Regions from separate parts of the Mus musculus genome. Here region 1 is linked to region 2. The links are chromatin contacts, called in public promoter capture Hi-C maps. All regions are on one chromosome and are shown on one strand. The core of a region is the stretch at or near the end of the contact, and the rest is flanking DNA. Distances in the headings are between cores, read along the strand shown. Region 1 overlaps Ncor1 (nuclear receptor co-repressor 1). Region 2 has its middle 6.7 kb from the start of Ulk2.

Region 1 (4,822 bases), core at 618-3,117, 490 kb after region 2:
AGGAACAGGCTCAGATACCTCAAGAATGACAGAGCATGCTACCTTAAAAGAAACATCATCAGCTCAGTACAAAGCCAATGTGAAGAATGGAAGTTAGGCAGCAAAGTTTCGGGCTGAGAGGAAAAGGAGCAATCAAAAAAACCTGTAGGGGTAAGCAAAAGGAGACCGTGGAGTGGGCTGTTGCTGGCATGGGACAGTCTTGTACTCATCCTTTAAGGTCACAAAGGTAAAGCAGGAAGCATGGTGACTACTCCAGGGAAGTCAGCACCCTAAGGTGTCCAGACCAAAGGTAATGGCTGCAGGCAGAATAAGGGATTGATTGCAGAGACTTTAGGAAACAATCTAAATGATTTTGTAATATGCTGGAGATGAAAAAAGAGAGATAGAGAAAAAGAAAGATACCTAGATTTCTAGCTTCTTTCCCTCTCCCCAAAGTACAATGCTCATCTACGCTAGAAGTGTTAAAGTAAGAAATAAGATTAGTGTAGATTACACAACATCAGGTATTCTGTTCATCTCTTTGTATTAGAGACAAAGAGAAGATATCGCTAATAACTATTTCACGGTTGTAGTCAGAAAACTCAAACTCAGCCCTGTGCCTGATGATTACAGCATATATTAGTCATTCTTAGAAAATATACTCGAAGGAAAAGACGGATGGCTAGATTTGATAGAGGGAAAAACAGGCACAGATACATTTTTATTAAGGGGAGTTTAGTCTAACATTCTCATCTTGATTATCAGATTATCTGTTCCTTAGTTCTTAACCTTAAAAAAATATGACCCCTATTAAAATAAAAGCTATTCCATTTAAGTTAAATGAAGATTCTTTTTCTAGGTTAAGGAATGACTAGTCACTGACAATGTCAGCTGTTAATTACAATATACTTCCCCTGTGCTCTGCACACTCTTACAACTCTTAACTGACAGTCTTAATTGATTTTTTTTTTTTACAAAATATCCCCTTTCGCAAGGAGAAAACAGGACTGCAAAAAATAAACTGACTTACCTATAGTAAGAACGTAAAATCAGAGCCTGTTTTTCAGTCTCACGTTCTAAGATTGGCATCAATGAATAAACAATACTTACTATCATATGATAAGATATGTCCACTTTTGCCTTCATAGATAACATGGCCCTTGGATGCAGCTTCCTCTCTGACCTTCTCAGGACTGCTTTCTTCAATAGGCATCCTGGAGACAGGTCCCTTCACCAAAGCCTCTGTTGGTATTCCAGCCTGGGGCAGAGCTGGGGTCCCCTGTCATCAAAAAACCCCACAAGCATCCAAGAGTCACTAATGCTGAGAAGCAGCACAGCCATGAAGAATAAAGAAACTGAGAGTCAGGTCAGTCTTCAAAAAAACAAAGTGCACAGAGGAAACAAAACATCTCACCCCTGTAGACATAAAGAAACCCCCGATCTCGCTCCTTCAACTCTACTATCACAGAGAACTCAGATGATCATAGCATATGAGGTAAAACAGCTTTGTCCCCCCCAAACCTATGGCTGGTGCTTGGGCTTTGGTCATCAATAAGAGGAGAGGCTCAGATGCCTTGTTTAGTGAGATATTCAGTCAGGAAACATCACCTGAGTCTTACCATCATTAGTCCTCCACTAGACTGACAGTAGGTCTTTATGCCCTTCCTTTTAGGGAAACTGTTTCCTGTCTATTGTATAGGACGCTGTATAAGTGGGTAGATTGGGCTGTAAAGAAAATGAAGACCAGATCTACCCCACTCCTCTGTGTAGGATCTCTACTACTTTGAACTTGAGGCAATACGCTCTGAAACAGATGTTTAAAGGGGGTGAGTGAAAGACAGGAGCAATGCGTCCAGCATACCCAGTCATGAACAAAGTTCAGCAGAAACATCAGGAAATCCTCAACATGCACTCTGTCCCAATGAGCAAATCTTAAAATAGATACAACAGAGTGTCATTTGACCCAGTTAAAACTATTTACCTAACAAACAAAACGTTGGATGCTGGAAAGTTAAGAAGGAAGTGAAGACAGCATAGAGGCCCACTTATATTCTCTGTGTACATTTAAGGGTTAACTTACTTTGACTGAATATGTAACGAGAGACAGGGAGTTTCTACGTCATGCTCTAAATCAGCATAAGCCATAACAACTACGACACTGGAAATTGTCTTAACAGGGTGACTCTGAATCACAATGTCCTGAGCAGAATCAACCAAAGGCTCAGGAAAGCCCAGGCTGCTGGAGCTCATACCCAGCAACTCTAGCACAAGGCTTAAGCATTTATGACCAGCAACTTCTCAAGGGATGCTGGTGCTCAGGGTCGTGGGTGTCCACACCGCTGGTAACAATACCTTAGGTAACAAGGATACACCACAACAATAGGCTAGTAACAATATACAAAAACTGTATCCGTGTTTATAAAAGGCAGACTATATGAACTTCACTACTTTTCTCATTCATGTAAAAATTTTAAAAAGGAGGTGTTTTAACATTTCAAGTTAAAATTAATATCTAGCTAGAAAAAGAAATTAATCAAAATTAGGATTCTGTTTAGTCTCTGATGTACTCAATGAATTTGAACACAGCAGCTTACACATTGAGATCACAAATATACCTTTTCACAAAGAAGCATTTCTCATTGTTTTCTTCTCAATTTCTATTTAATCTAAGCACATGATAAAAGCTTTTACAGGAAGTCCATAAGGACTATAATATCTTCTGCAAGTTTCTTTTGCCAATTTCCAGGTGAGTAGTAACACCTTGAATAACTACAGTATAGATACCATGGCTTGGAGTTAAAATGCAGCCGGAAAGGAAAAGGTCTGGAGATCTGAGGTTTATTACTGAGAGCTGGACTCATAAAAGAACAATGACCCATGCTGCTATAACAAGAGCACTGCTATAACTAAAACTCCTGAGAAATCCAGCTTTCCAGGCTCCAGGAGATGATGGCCCATGCACTGACCTGGGTAATAGAGCCCCGCAACGATGAAATGGTCTCCACTGAGATTTTGCTGGCTGGAGTTCCCCGAGTTATACTTCCTTCTTGGACAGCCCCTGCAGTGCCTGAATGAAAACAAAACCATCACTAAATCATTGCCTTCTTCCTAGCAGCCCCTACTCCACAATACAAGTTCTCACACAGCAGAATGGGGCAAGCATAACAAAAATTATCCTAATGAAATGCATGGCTCAAATAATATCATAATGATCTTTAAAAGGATTGTTCAAACTGATTGATGAAGGTCCTACCCCTAGCAGAGGAACTACTGGTAGCTTATAACTGCTTAGGGAAAGAAGCAATTTCTCTTTAGGGAACTAGAAACATGTGTAGACTGCCTATAATCCAGTAGATGGCACAAATACACATGCATATATAGGCAATAATAACTGCACTATCAAAAAAATGAGAGAGCAGTGGCTGAGAACATGAGAGTGGGAGGGAGCATGTTGAGGGGGAAAGAGTTGGTGTTGGGGAAATGATCAAAATGCACTATACAAATATATGAAATAACAGAATAAATATATTATTAAAAATTACGGCTGACAAATAATGTCAGAGTTTGGTGGGGCTTTTTGGTTTTGGTTTCGATTTATTACTATATGCCCATCAAATTTCAAAAGTTTTAAAGTTATTGGCTCAGCGATTAAGAGCAGTGACTGCTCTTCCAGAGGTCCTGAGTTCAATTCCCAGCCACTACATGGTGGCTAACAATCATCTGTAATGGGGTCCAATGCATTCTTCTGGTGTGTGTCTGAAGACAGCTACAGTGTACTTGTATAAATAAAAATAAATAAATCTTTTTTAAAAAATAGCTATCTTTACATGGAAGCAAAAACATAAAAGTCAGTAACTTGAAGAAATAAGTCATTAAAATATATTAATGACTAAGCTGTTTGTATTCATGTATACTTTGGAGGCTGAAGTAGGAGGACTGAGAATCCAAGTTCAAACTTGACCATACAGCATATCCAAGGCCAGTAAAATTATCACTGTTACCACAACTTAGGATGTACCCACAAAAAAATTTTAATGAGTTCCTTTATAAAGTTTACTATGGGCAAAGGTTTAACATAACTGTTAAACTGGATACAGTTTTACCTCTGACCACACCTTCATGCTGCGCTCTGACCAATAAACCCTCAGGTTGTGAGTTTTGGCTTCTCGGAGAAAATTCTTCCTGCTTGATGTAGGTCAAAGGAGCTATGGGGAAAAGAAAGAGAACCATGAGAAGACCAACCACTGAGTGGCTGACCATGATGCTACAAACAGGCGTGATAGAACTGTGGCCACTCACTGACCTGCTTTGGTAGACTCCTGCTGCCGGGGCAATCCCAGAGAGATAGACCCCACGGAGGGCTTAGGGGCTTCTTGTGGATAAGCCTGATTATGAGAAGACAAGTAAGTGCCAGGAGTTCCCTAAAAAATAAAAAGATAAAAGAGTCAAAGACTAAGCATTGTCTCTCCTGAGAGTAAAGTCAATCTTCACGTTCCATCTATAAAAATCTATATCTCTGCCACTCACAACTTTAAAAAGTAATTGAACAAAAGGGAAATTTCAGCATAGATTATTAAGTTAGAAAAACTAAAGGAGTAAAATATGTATACTAACAATATCACATATTACATATAGATTATTTATTAGCCAAGTCTGGCATGGCCTTGTTAGGGACAGAATGACATGGTTCCTGTACTTGGGACAGGACCAGGAGGTGTGAGCCTCCACCAGAGGTGAAGGCTGGGGAGGGTGGGGGGTTGGGGAGCACGAGGCTTGTTTGTATAATAACATATATACTTAACATTCCTCCTCCAAGGAAAGTCCTCCCAGTTAATGTTGGTGA
Region 2 (5,052 bases), core at 1,855-4,354:
AGCCAGGGCTACACAGAGAAACCCTGTCTTGAAAAACACACCAAACCAAACCAAACCAAACCAAACCAAACCAAACCAAACCAAACCAAACCAAACCAAACCAGAGTTGTCCAGCCCCGAGCCCATCTCCTAATGGATGGGTGTGGCTGCTAACCAATGTTGAGGGCCTGAAGAAGCTAATAACTACAGTCCAGTTGTGTGTCAGCTCCTTCCTCTAAGGGGAGCCTGGACAGAATATCTCTGAGGTTATCATGCCAACTGGAAAACTTCCAGAGCAGGCTGTAATTTTCCAACATTACATGCCATGTCTATTATTTCACAGTAAATGTTTCTTGTTTATTTTGTTGGGTTTGGTTTTTTTTCTTTTTTTTTTGAGATAGGATCACTCTAATGTAGTCCTGGCTGTTCTGGAACTTGCTATGTAGAGATCCACCTGTCTCCCTGGGAGAGACACTGCACAGGTACACATGCACACACACAACTGTGAAGTAGAGTGTGATGTGGTGGTCTATACACTTATAATCACAGTACTCAGCAGACTGAGGCAGGAGGTTATATGATCCAGGCTACCCAGGGCTACAGAGCAAGATCATCTCAATAACCCAAAGATAAGTTATTTCAATTATAACATAACATCCCTGCTGTCCTGAAACCCACTTTATAGATTAAGCTGGCTTCAAACTCACAGAGCTCCTCCTGCCTCTGCCTCCTGAGTCCTGGGACTAAATATATGTGCCTCAGTGCCTGGCATAATCATAAAATTCAAGTGGCTAAAAAAAGAAGGTAATGTGTAAAATTTGATATACTCAGATTTAACAAACAGCATTAAGAAGCCAATTATTTACACTTACCAAATCTAAGATTGAAGCTTAGTGCTCACACTCTTGTCTAGGAACTGTGAAGCCCTAGGTTTTATCCTCAGCATCACATATGCACATATACATGCATATATACATATACATACATATACTTAAATATACCATTCATATATACACCACACATACACACATACTTATATACATATACCATATATACATATACACACACATATATATACACACTACACATATACACACATACCACCTGCACACACATATATACATATATACCCTACATACCACATATACATACACATGCACATATACACATATATACCACATGTATACACACATATGCACACTATACATACTAAACACATACACAGCATATATACAAACATGTACCACACACACCATATAATGTATGTATGTGTGTGTTTATATATATATATATATACATATATGTATATATATATATTACATACAATACAGACTTACACATTGGTGTGTGTTCACACACAGATTAGTAAGCTGATAGAACAATTCAACCTTCACTTTCTCTTAAATATAATCACTGCCACACTTGGCTAGTACAGTGTTTTTCAATTTGTGGATTTTGAGGAGTCCTAAAGGCCCCAAGATAATACCAGGGGTTCAGTAAAGTCAAATATATTTTCATAGCAGTATAGACAAATAAACTGCCTTTTTAAAAAATTGTGTCTATATCTGAGACAAGGGTGTAAAAGAAGTGACTGGTGAACTTCCTGGCCCCTTGGCAGGAACCTGGACCAAACCAAACCAGAAGAAATCACCAGCTCCAGTTTTCCCTAAGTTTCCTTTGTGTAGCAACAACAATCACTAAATTGGGAGAAATCTTAACCCTCAAGTATATGGTTTTATGTGCATTGGTGTTTTGCCTACATTCATACCCGTGTGAGGGTGTCAGATCTCCTGGAAATGAAGTTACAGACAATTGTGAGCTGCCATGTGGGTACTGGGAATTGAAACCAGGTCCTTTGGGAAGAGCAGCCAGTATTCTTAACCACTGAGCCATCTCTCCAGCCCCAAGTTTTTTGTTTGTTTGTTTGTTTGTTTTTAACATGTTGACAAAAGGGGAAATCCATATATAGCACTTCCTCATGACAAAGCATGGCTCTTGGCTGCCACATGCCCTCTACTTTCACAGAAGAGCATTTCTTTCAAAGCTCTTTCACAGGCATCGGTGTTTTGCCTGCGTGTAAATGTATTGTTTGAAGGCGTCAGATTCCTTAGAACTAGGGCTGCCACTTCCTGGGTGCTACGAATTCAACCTGGGTCCTCTGGAAGAGCAGGCATTGCTCCTAACTGCTGAGCCACCTCTCCAGTCCCCGGAATATCATTTCTAATGGCAAGGACAGCTGAAAGTAGGGTATTCAGACTTCCTCTACATTTCTTTTGCTTTTATTTATTACGTAGGTCCTCCCAACCCGGGGACCAGGTCTCCCTCCTATGCAACCTAGACTGTTCTCAAACTCATGTTGTTGTTTTGTGCTCCCCCACCCCCACCCCCCGGTCTCCCATGTGTGTGAAGGCAGGTCTCACTATATATCCTTGGCTCTGGTAGACCATGTTGGCCTTAGATTTAGAGATCCCCTTGCCTCTCTGCCTCCTGAGTTTTGGGATCAAATGTATATGTCGCCAAGCCTGGCCGTAATCTTATTTTCTTATTCTAAAATCATTTCTCTTAGTGCAGTCCTAGTAGCTAATCAGGATTTATTTATAGTTGTGTAACTGGCAACATGAAGAAACATTTCCCTATTCCCCCCACTCTAAGAAGAACTGCAGATTCAGTGTCTTTGTCTAACTCAAGAGGAAGTTAAGTGTTCCATCTTCACCACAGATTGCAAAGCAGTCTCTTCTGTCCCGTGTTTCTTGATAGAGGTCAGAAACACAGTGCACCGCAGACATCCTACCTCTCCAAGAGGAAGCACAGGTGTGCCCAGCCTCCCATGAAGGAAACAGGAAAGCCTACTGGCAACAAGCACAGAAACCAAGTGGGTCATCCAGTGCTGAAGTGGGGAGGGGCTAGAGTGTAGTTCTGTGGCAGAACGGCTGGCCAGCTGTGCAAGGCCCTGGGTCCCATCACAAAAGACAAAGAAACAGAGGAGCCAACTTGAACTCCGTGTAAAGCATCCTGCAAACACAGGATTGAGGTACCACCAGAAGTTGGTTCCATTCTTTTCTGATAAGAGCAAGTCACAGCAGGACACAGAGACTGTGACACACAGGCATGATCCAGAGGTCCAATTTATCGATTCATGAGTGAACATTCAACTGTTTAAAAGATAAACCAGAAGACGTGTTTGGAAAACCTAGTTATCTATTTGTAGGAAAAAAAAAATCACTTCAGCAAACAAGGGGGGCAGTTCTTGTAACTGGCCTTTGCTACAATCCTGACTATGAAGCTGGTGAGTAGGTGTGCAAGTATGTTCATGAGGCGCAACCAATGTAGCATATTCTGTGTGTGTGTGTGTGTGTGTGTGTGTGTGTCTGGAGGTGGCAGGGGTGGGTGGTAGATTCAGACTTAAGAAGGCTGCCAGGGCAGGGACAACACAGGAATTCTCTCTAGTCTTCCCAGTGCTGGGCAGCCCTAGAGCATTGCATAGGCTACTCAGTGCTCTAACCACTGATCGATCTTCCCTCCAGCTCCAATTTTATGTATTTTCTGCTTAGATTTGTTTTGAACCTAAAACTGTTTTTTTAGAAGACACCCTCCCCCCAAGTAACTGAGATTTGTTGTTGCTTACACGCTCCTCCCCCCAAAGCACTCTCGTTTCACCCAGGGGAGAGGTCAAAGCTGAGAGACCCTACAGGATCTGGCCCATTTTCTCGGTGGTGCCTCCAAGCACAGTTCTGTCTGAGGCCTCTGCATGAACCATTCCTTTGACCTGAGATGTTGGGGTGAGCAGAATCTGCTTCTTCCAAGGTTCGTGCCACCCTGTTAGCATGCTAGCCCTGGTCACCAGTTCTAAAATCAAGTCCTCCCTCTTATACTTCTCATCTCTCAGCCCAGACTTAGCTTTGTCCTTAAACTAGCTTACATACATTTATTTCATTCTACCACTTCTTGATGTCTGGGTTAAGATCACGTGTACCATCTACTGTAACCCTTCTCCCACTTATGCTTCTGAAATAGAGTAAGCCCCCTGAATGGACAGACTTAGTGGTTTTGTTGTATCCTACCTAGATGGGCCTGCTGGCACCTGTCATTTCAGCACTTTGGAGGCAGCAGCAGGACAGCCTCAACATCCGTGTTTCCTTTTTTGCACAAGTATGTAGCCCAGGGTGGCCTCAAACCTTTAATCACCTTGTGCCTACTGAGTGCTGGGGTTACGGGTGAGCACCACCACATGCAGCGATGGGAACCTTCCCAAGTGTAAACATGACTTTGTGCAAGGGCAGTAGCCATGAGAATTAGAAAAGATACCTAGTTTAAGGTCTGTCTTCAATACTAATAAGGAATTTGGACTTTTTCCAACCCCCCCCCCCAAAAAAAAGAACCCCTTTGAGTTAGAGAGTTATAGTGCGTACCTCCTGTATTCACACCTTTGAGTTAGAGTTATAGTGCGCACCTCCTGTATTCACACCTTTGAGTTAGAGTTATAGTGCGCACCTCCTGTATTCACACCTTTGAGTTAGAGAGTTATAGTGCGCACCTCCTGTATCCACACCTTTGAGTTAGAGAGTTATAGTGCGTACCTCCTGTATTCACACCTTTGAGTTAGAGAGTTATAGTGCGCACCTCCTGTATTCACACCTTTGAGTTAGAGAGTTATAGTGCGCACCTCCTGTATTCACACCTTTGAGTTAGAGAGTTATAGTGCGCACCTCCTGTATTCACACCTTTGAGTTAGAGTTATAGTGCGTACCTCCTGTATTCACACCTGCTAAAGATTTAAGAAAGGCAAGAGGATTGCTTAGGTTTATGGCATGCAACGCCAGCCTAGGAGCCAAAATGAGAACTAGCCTTTAAATACTAAAAGTGTGTGTGTAGAAGAAAAGGAATGGGGGTTAAGGGAAAGAAAACCAACAGAAATTTTGTTTAAAAAAGCTATAATCAAACCTAATGCTGTGTATGCTAATTAAAATTTTAAATAAAGCTGAGCAGTGGTGGCACACGCCTTTAATCCCAGGACTTGGGAGGCAGAGGCAGGCAGATTTCTGAGTTCGAGGCCAGCCTGGTCTACAGAGTGAG

The links. Capture Hi-C pulls out chosen DNA fragments and counts their contacts.
Region 1: a contact with region 2 is called in a promoter capture Hi-C map of liver. The contact joins two enhancer-like sites. A contact is called at or near these places in 9 of 39 promoter capture datasets (the 3T3-L1 cell line, the C10 cell line, cranial neural crest and 6 more), 1 of 484 Hi-C or Micro-C datasets (bone marrow-derived macrophages), 8 of 115 datasets of contacts at active chromatin or transcription factors (the NIH/3T3 cell line, astrocytes, bone marrow-derived macrophages and 5 more) and 3 of 9 other capture datasets (adipose tissue, liver and pancreatic islet).

Annotation. Positions count from the first base shown.
Region 1 is chr11:62,350,289-62,355,110 of GRCm38.p6, forward strand. Ncor1 (nuclear receptor co-repressor 1) reads right to left here. Exons shown (of 45, transcript NM_001252313.1): 23 at 4,283-4,400; 24 at 4,083-4,184; 25 at 2,946-3,046; 26 at 1,090-1,258. Among named protein-coding and RNA genes, the nearest start is that of Ttc19, 71 kb to the left of the region's middle. Within about 2 kb of position 1,868, at least 8 of the 459 cell types and tissues checked have an H3K27ac peak or open chromatin away from gene starts, as enhancers often do. A contact at or near this core is called in liver, where this site is marked.
Region 2 is chr11:61,859,252-61,864,303 of GRCm38.p6, forward strand. No RefSeq gene overlaps it. Among named protein-coding and RNA genes, the nearest start is that of Ulk2, 6.7 kb to the left of the region's middle. Within about 2 kb of position 3,105, at least 17 of the 459 cell types and tissues checked have an H3K27ac peak or open chromatin away from gene starts, as enhancers often do. A contact at or near this core is called in liver, where this site is marked.